Regions from separate parts of the Pan troglodytes genome. Here region 2 is linked to region 1. The links are chromatin contacts, called in public Hi-C maps. All regions are on one chromosome and are shown on one strand. Each heading gives the region's core, a stretch centred on a gene start, on an enhancer-like site or on the middle of the called end of the contact. The rest is flanking DNA. Distances are from core to core; before and after follow the strand shown. Region 1 holds the start of ISCA2 (iron-sulfur cluster assembly 2). Region 2 holds the start of FCF1 (FCF1 rRNA-processing protein).

Evidence for each region. Hi-C and Micro-C count contacts between places; a contact is called where the count stands out from the background.
Region 2: a Hi-C map of stem cell-derived neural progenitor cells shows a contact between it and region 1, with 2.3 times the contacts expected there. The contact joins the promoter of FCF1 here to the promoter of ISCA2 in region 1. A contact is called at or near these places in 1 of 7 Hi-C or Micro-C datasets (stem cell-derived neural progenitor cells) and 1 of 1 datasets of contacts at active chromatin or transcription factors (stem cell-derived excitatory neurons).

What each region holds. Positions count from the first base shown.
Region 1 is chr15:72,443,721-72,446,420 of NHGRI_mPanTro3-v2.0_pri, forward strand. ISCA2 (iron-sulfur cluster assembly 2) reads left to right here and starts at 1,400. Exons shown (of 4, transcript XM_009428131.4): 1 at 1,400-1,511; 2 at 1,716-1,818; 3 at 1,941-2,070; 4 at 2,492-2,700. The coding sequence starts at 1,441. The coding sequence ends at 2,550. NPC2 (NPC intracellular cholesterol transporter 2) reads right to left here and starts at 960. Exons shown (of 5, transcript NM_001009075.1): 1 at 861-960. The coding sequence starts at 942.
Region 2 is chr15:72,662,129-72,664,828 of NHGRI_mPanTro3-v2.0_pri, forward strand. It overlaps FCF1 (FCF1 rRNA-processing protein), which reads left to right and starts at 1,433. Exons shown (of 9, transcript XR_010150970.1): 1 at 1,433-1,559; 2 at 1,844-1,911. It overlaps AREL1 (apoptosis resistant E3 ubiquitin protein ligase 1), which reads right to left and starts at 1,502. Exons shown (of 20, transcript XM_001157027.6): 1 at 1,292-1,502.

The DNA.
Region 1 (2,700 bases), core at 150-2,649:
GGCGGTTACACTTACTCTGGTTCCCCATTCTGCTGCGTGACTTTAGGTAGGCTACCCAACATCCCTGGAATTCAACGATTGATTATACGATCTCCGTGCTTCCTTTCCACTCATAGATCTTACAAAGTCAGTTTCATGCCTCTTTCATTGACAGTTCTATCTCTCTACCTCCACCTCTGAACAAAATTGCTCGAGTTTCTGTTCCGACAATTCTATAGACTCGACTCAATGAAGGCACTCAGAATTTCTACCACCTGTTGTATTTTCCAACAAAGATTCCAACCACAGCGGCGAGAGGGAGTTATGTATCACAAGCTGTGATTAGAGACACAATGAGATTTATACAAGGAAAAACTGATTAAGAATCACAAGATTCCAAAGCCCAAAGGAAGTCCTATTTGTAACAATAAATGATGAAAAAGGGGAATTGACTTTTGACTTGTCAGCAAAAACGAAATTAAAAGAAAAGCAAAAGGAGTTGGAAGGGGGAGGCGGGATTCCAAGATACAAAGCATAAATAAAAAGAAGTTCTGTGCTCCACCCCTCCACCAGCGCTGGATACAGCCCTTCTGTTGTCCGCCCTACAAACTTTAGGAAACTTCAGCAAAAGGCCCACCTCCTGGAGTTCCCAGGAACCCCAAAACACGCGTTCTAAGGAAAGAAACAAAGTTGTGTGCGGTCGGGTTTCATGGAGGCCGGCGCCTTCTCCCCCGACCCAGCCCATTCCAGTTAGGTAGGGTCCAAGGCTCAGCCTGGCCGCCCGAGGGATCCGCCCAGCCCAGCCCCAGGGGTCTCAGCGCGGGGGTCCGGCGGGGCCTTCCACAGAGGGCGCGGGAACCTTGGGCGGGCCTGGGGCTCACCGCAGTCCTTGAACTGCACCGGTTCGGCCTGGGCAGCGGTGCTGAGCGCCAGGAGCAGGAATGTAGCTGCCAGGAAACGCATCGCGGCTAACGAAGTTCCAAGCTCGGGAAAGAAGCAGCGGCTGCCCGCGGTCACAAGACAAACCTGTGGGGGCGGGCCCGGGGAGGAGCCCAGTCAGGCGACCTGTCACCAGTAACCACAGCTGAGGCCCGCCCGCGCCCCGCCCCCGGCTCCGGAAAGCCAGCTCCAGCCCTCTCAGGCCCAGAGGCCTGCAGTCTCCGCCCATGCCATTCCCTCAGAGGCCTGACCCGCCCGGACCCACCTCCGCCCCGCCCCGCCTCACTCCTCCCCGCCCCGTTCCTTCCCTTTAGAGCACCTCTCCGGCTTCCTGGGTGCGTCCCCGCCGCTGCCGTCTGGAGCATTTCTAGCCAATCAGACACCTTCTCCTCCCGCACTACCCAATAGGCATGTTGGGGGCGGGGCCTCCGTGAAGTCCCGGCCTCCTGTTCGTTCTCTCCGCCTCCCGAGGCCCCGGGTGAGAAACGGGGGAGACGCGAGGGGCGGAGCTTGTGGAGGAAGATGGCTGCCGCCTGGGGGTCGTCCCTAACGGCCGCGACGCAGAGAGCGGTCACTCCCTGGCCGAGGGGCAGGTACCAAGACTAGAAAGGCACCTGGAAAGGGTGTTTGGTTCTGCGCCTCTAGGACAAATGGGAAACTAAGGCCTGTGGGGGATGCGAGGGTTTGGTGGGAGGCCGTCCAGGTGGGGGTCGCCAGGTTTAGCGTGAGGCGCTCCAGGTCGAGGGTTGCAAGGTGCCCCTTCTGCTCCCGGGCTTACCCTCCTCCCTTGCGCGCAGGCTCCTCGCGGCCTCCCTGGGACCCCAGGCGCGTCGGGAGGCGTCGTCCTCCAGCCCCGAGGCCGGCGAAGGGCAGATCCGCCTCACAGACAGTTGCGTCCAGGTAGGAGGCCGGACGCGGAGCGGCGGTACCCAGGCGATTGGCGGGAGCAGCGGGAACTGCTCTTCACTCAGCCCTTTAACTCCCGTTTCCCGCTATTCTTGATCCCCCTTCCTGCATTTCAGAGGCTTTTGGAAATCACCGAAGGGTCAGAATTCCTCAGGCTGCAAGTGGAGGGAGGTGGATGCTCCGGATTCCAATACAAATTTTCACTGGATACAGTTATCAACCCCGACGACAGGCAAGGAGGAAGGGGTGGGTCCCCAAAGGAGGTACAGGAGGGACAAAAGTGTCTCCAGTTTAAGGTGCACTTTTATTCCAAATTTAAAGGGTTTACCTGGGATGGTTAACACCGCCCGCCTCACAGTGAGGATGCAGTAAAGGTTTGTTGTTCTGAATCAAAATAACTAAGTTATAGGAGCAAAATTGATCTGCCCAGGTCCATTGGGTAGTCGGTAGAAAGTCAGGCCGGACTAGATTCCAGGCTTAAGTCCCTACACGTTTCCCAGTATTTATTCCATTGAATCATTTTGCCTCAAAGAAAATCAGCACCTGTTAAAGGTAATGGGGAAGCTCCCTCTGTACTTTAGAAAACAGAGGATGTGCACCTCTGGGCTCAGGGGGTGTCTTTTTTGTGTTTGCGATACTCCTTAATGCCTTCCTCCTGTCTTTTCAGGGTATTTGAACAGGGTGGGGCAAGAGTGGTGGTTGACTCTGATAGCTTGGCCTTCGTGAAAGGGGCCCAGGTGGACTTCAGCCAAGAACTGATCCGAAGCTCATTTCAAGTGTTGAACAATCCTCAAGCACAGCAAGGCTGCTCCTGTGGGTCATCTTTCTCTATCAAACTTTGATGTGATGACTGGTGACTCTGGGATTGTCACCAGT
Region 2 (2,700 bases), core at 183-2,682, 220 kb after region 1:
GGAAGACACACAATGGTAACAACAGAAAACACTCTGAGTAGTCTGGTTTACACTCTTCTAGGGACCTCGCATGTTAACTATGAATAAACATAAGTCCTGATAACATCCCAGTAAAAGAGTGCTATTATGATTATCTCCATTTTACAGATAAACTGAGATGCAGATAGATTAACTCGCCCAATGTCATGGCGAGTTATAAGGCAGAGCAAGGATTTTAACCCCATCAGTCAGACTCCAAAGTTCGTGTTAAACAATAAACGTGTTTTCATCATAAGGGTTATACAATGGTCACCTTCTTTTTTAAACCTGATAACATTTTTTACTTCCAATTCTAGGATAGCATCATGCAATAAGAAAAGTATGACAGAGGTACCCATTCCGTTCCCAGCTTGATCAGTAGCTGGAGAATGGAAGACAATGTGCAAAAAAAAAAAAAGAAAGAAAGAAAGAAAAAGAAAAAAAGAAATACAAGTACAGACTTTGGAATCACGAGACTCAAACAGACCCCTGAACAAAGTCTGGGGCTCAGTTTCCCCATATGTAAAATAAGAGTATTTATGTTATTGAGAAGGTCAAAGAAGGTAACATGAATAAAGTGACAAGTACAGTATATAGGATGGGGGTTTTCATCTAAAGTTTACAGACACCCAGAGGGTCCACGGATGGGCTTCAGAGTCCACCAATCTCATAAAGTGTATTACAAACTGTATGTGTGCCCACTTTTTAAAGAATTGTTCCTGGCTTTCCACAAACTTTCAAGAAATAAGTTATCTCCAAAAAGTTAAGAACCACTGGAATACATAGCAGGTACTCAAAGAAAAAAGCTACCTTTCGCTCCTTGTTCTCACAAATTCTCCCTTTTTACTTAAAGATGACACACCAAGGCTTCACAATAAATGTGCATTGTATCTCACCATTTTCTTGGCTTGGGTAAGTAGTAACATATGCAAGCTTATGCCCCAATTCTCTAGCGATAGTCTAGGCCCTCAAACACTGCTTCATTTCTCTCTTCACCGAGAGGAGTACACGGTATATACTCGAGAACAATCATCCACCTAGCTGCACAAAGCACCGTATCGGCTAGGAAAACCAAATAGGAACCACAGCCTCAGGGCTGGACCATAGACACCGGATACCCCAACGCTACAGGGTGAGGAGAATGTGTTCCCCCAAACTACTGAGCAAACCAGGAGTCTGAACCCCCCTACCCTTGTCCTCCCTCTCTCTCTCTCTGGAACTCTGGTAAAGGCAGGTCTTCTGGGCTCTGCCTAAGGCTGGAGAGAAACGTTACCCGAGCCGGGGGTTGCAGCGCGACGAAGTTCCACCTCCGCTGTCCTGGGAAGGGGCGGCAGCACTCAGCAGAAGACGGGCTCCCCACTCTCCCACCAAGAGACCCCAGAGTTGGTCTCCACCCGGCCTGGGAACCGGCTCGGGGGATTGCCGTTTCCCCAAGGAGTTTCCGCTTCCGGGCTATCCTTTGCCGGAAGCAGTATGTGAATGACGTAGAAGTATTGCGCCGTTGGTGATTACGGAAGAACCAGGAGTTTGGCGTGACCATGGTGAGAGAAGAGGGTCCAAGAAGGGACGTTATCAGGCCACTTTTTGGGTGGAGAAGGAAGTAGTCAGACCGTGGCCAAATTTCCTTCACATTATCCTAGCATATTTTCATTCTGGTCTTAGCTCTTAAACTTCTCCAAGCGGTGACTGTTATGCTTTACAGAGTGGGGAAGAGGGTCTGGGTTATTTGAGGCAAGAAGGGAAGGCAATGGACAAGAGAAAAGAAGAGACTTTAAAAGATGCCGTGTGTTTCCAACTTTTTTAATTCTAAAATTTCTGTTTCAAGGGGAAGCAAAAGAAAACAAGGAAGTATGCGACCATGAAGCGAATGCTTAGTCTCAGAGATCAGAGGCTGTGAGTGTCTGGAATCAACTGCCCAGGGATATTCTAATAAGAGTCTAGAGAGGATAAGTAGTAAAAATGTTTGTTGTTATTATTTTGTTTTTTGCTTATTATTGTGTCTTAGATTTATATAGCATGAGATAGCCAGTGTTTAACAGTAATTTAGCTGCTGAGCGATCACACTGGGAAAGGCGATGGGAATTAAACATTTCTTAAGTGTTCACTTTTTCTACCGTTATATGCTTTGTCTGCCATATCGCATTTAAACCTCATGTCAGTTCGGTGAAGTCCGTATAGTTCTCTTTATGTTTTTACCATTACACTACTACATTCCCCTGGGGTGGGGCGAGGGGAGTGTTTCTTGTTGAAAGATGGCAAGGTTAGAGACCTTGTTTGTCTGGCGTTTCCAGTGCCTGGTACTCAAATATTTTTGTCAGAGAAAATGGGAAAACTCCAAGATATCTCCATTTTATAAGTCTTACTAATATAAGAATCCAAATCACTGTGGAAGAAGAAAGTGAAGTGAAATTCCCTAGTATGAAGAGGATCAAAGCGGTGTCCCTGCTTAAGTGTAGAATAAGCATAGCTATTAAATAAAGACTGATCTTCACTGAGTTTAAGAGTCTCAGAAAGCCGGGCGCAGTGGCTCACGCCTGTAATCCCAGCACTTTGGGAGGCTGAGGCGGGTGGATCACCTGAGGTGAGGAGTTCAAAACCAGCCTGGCCAACACGGTGAAACCCTGTCTCCACTAAAAATACAAAAAAGACTCTCAGAATAAGAGAATAGTCGTTAAAACCTTC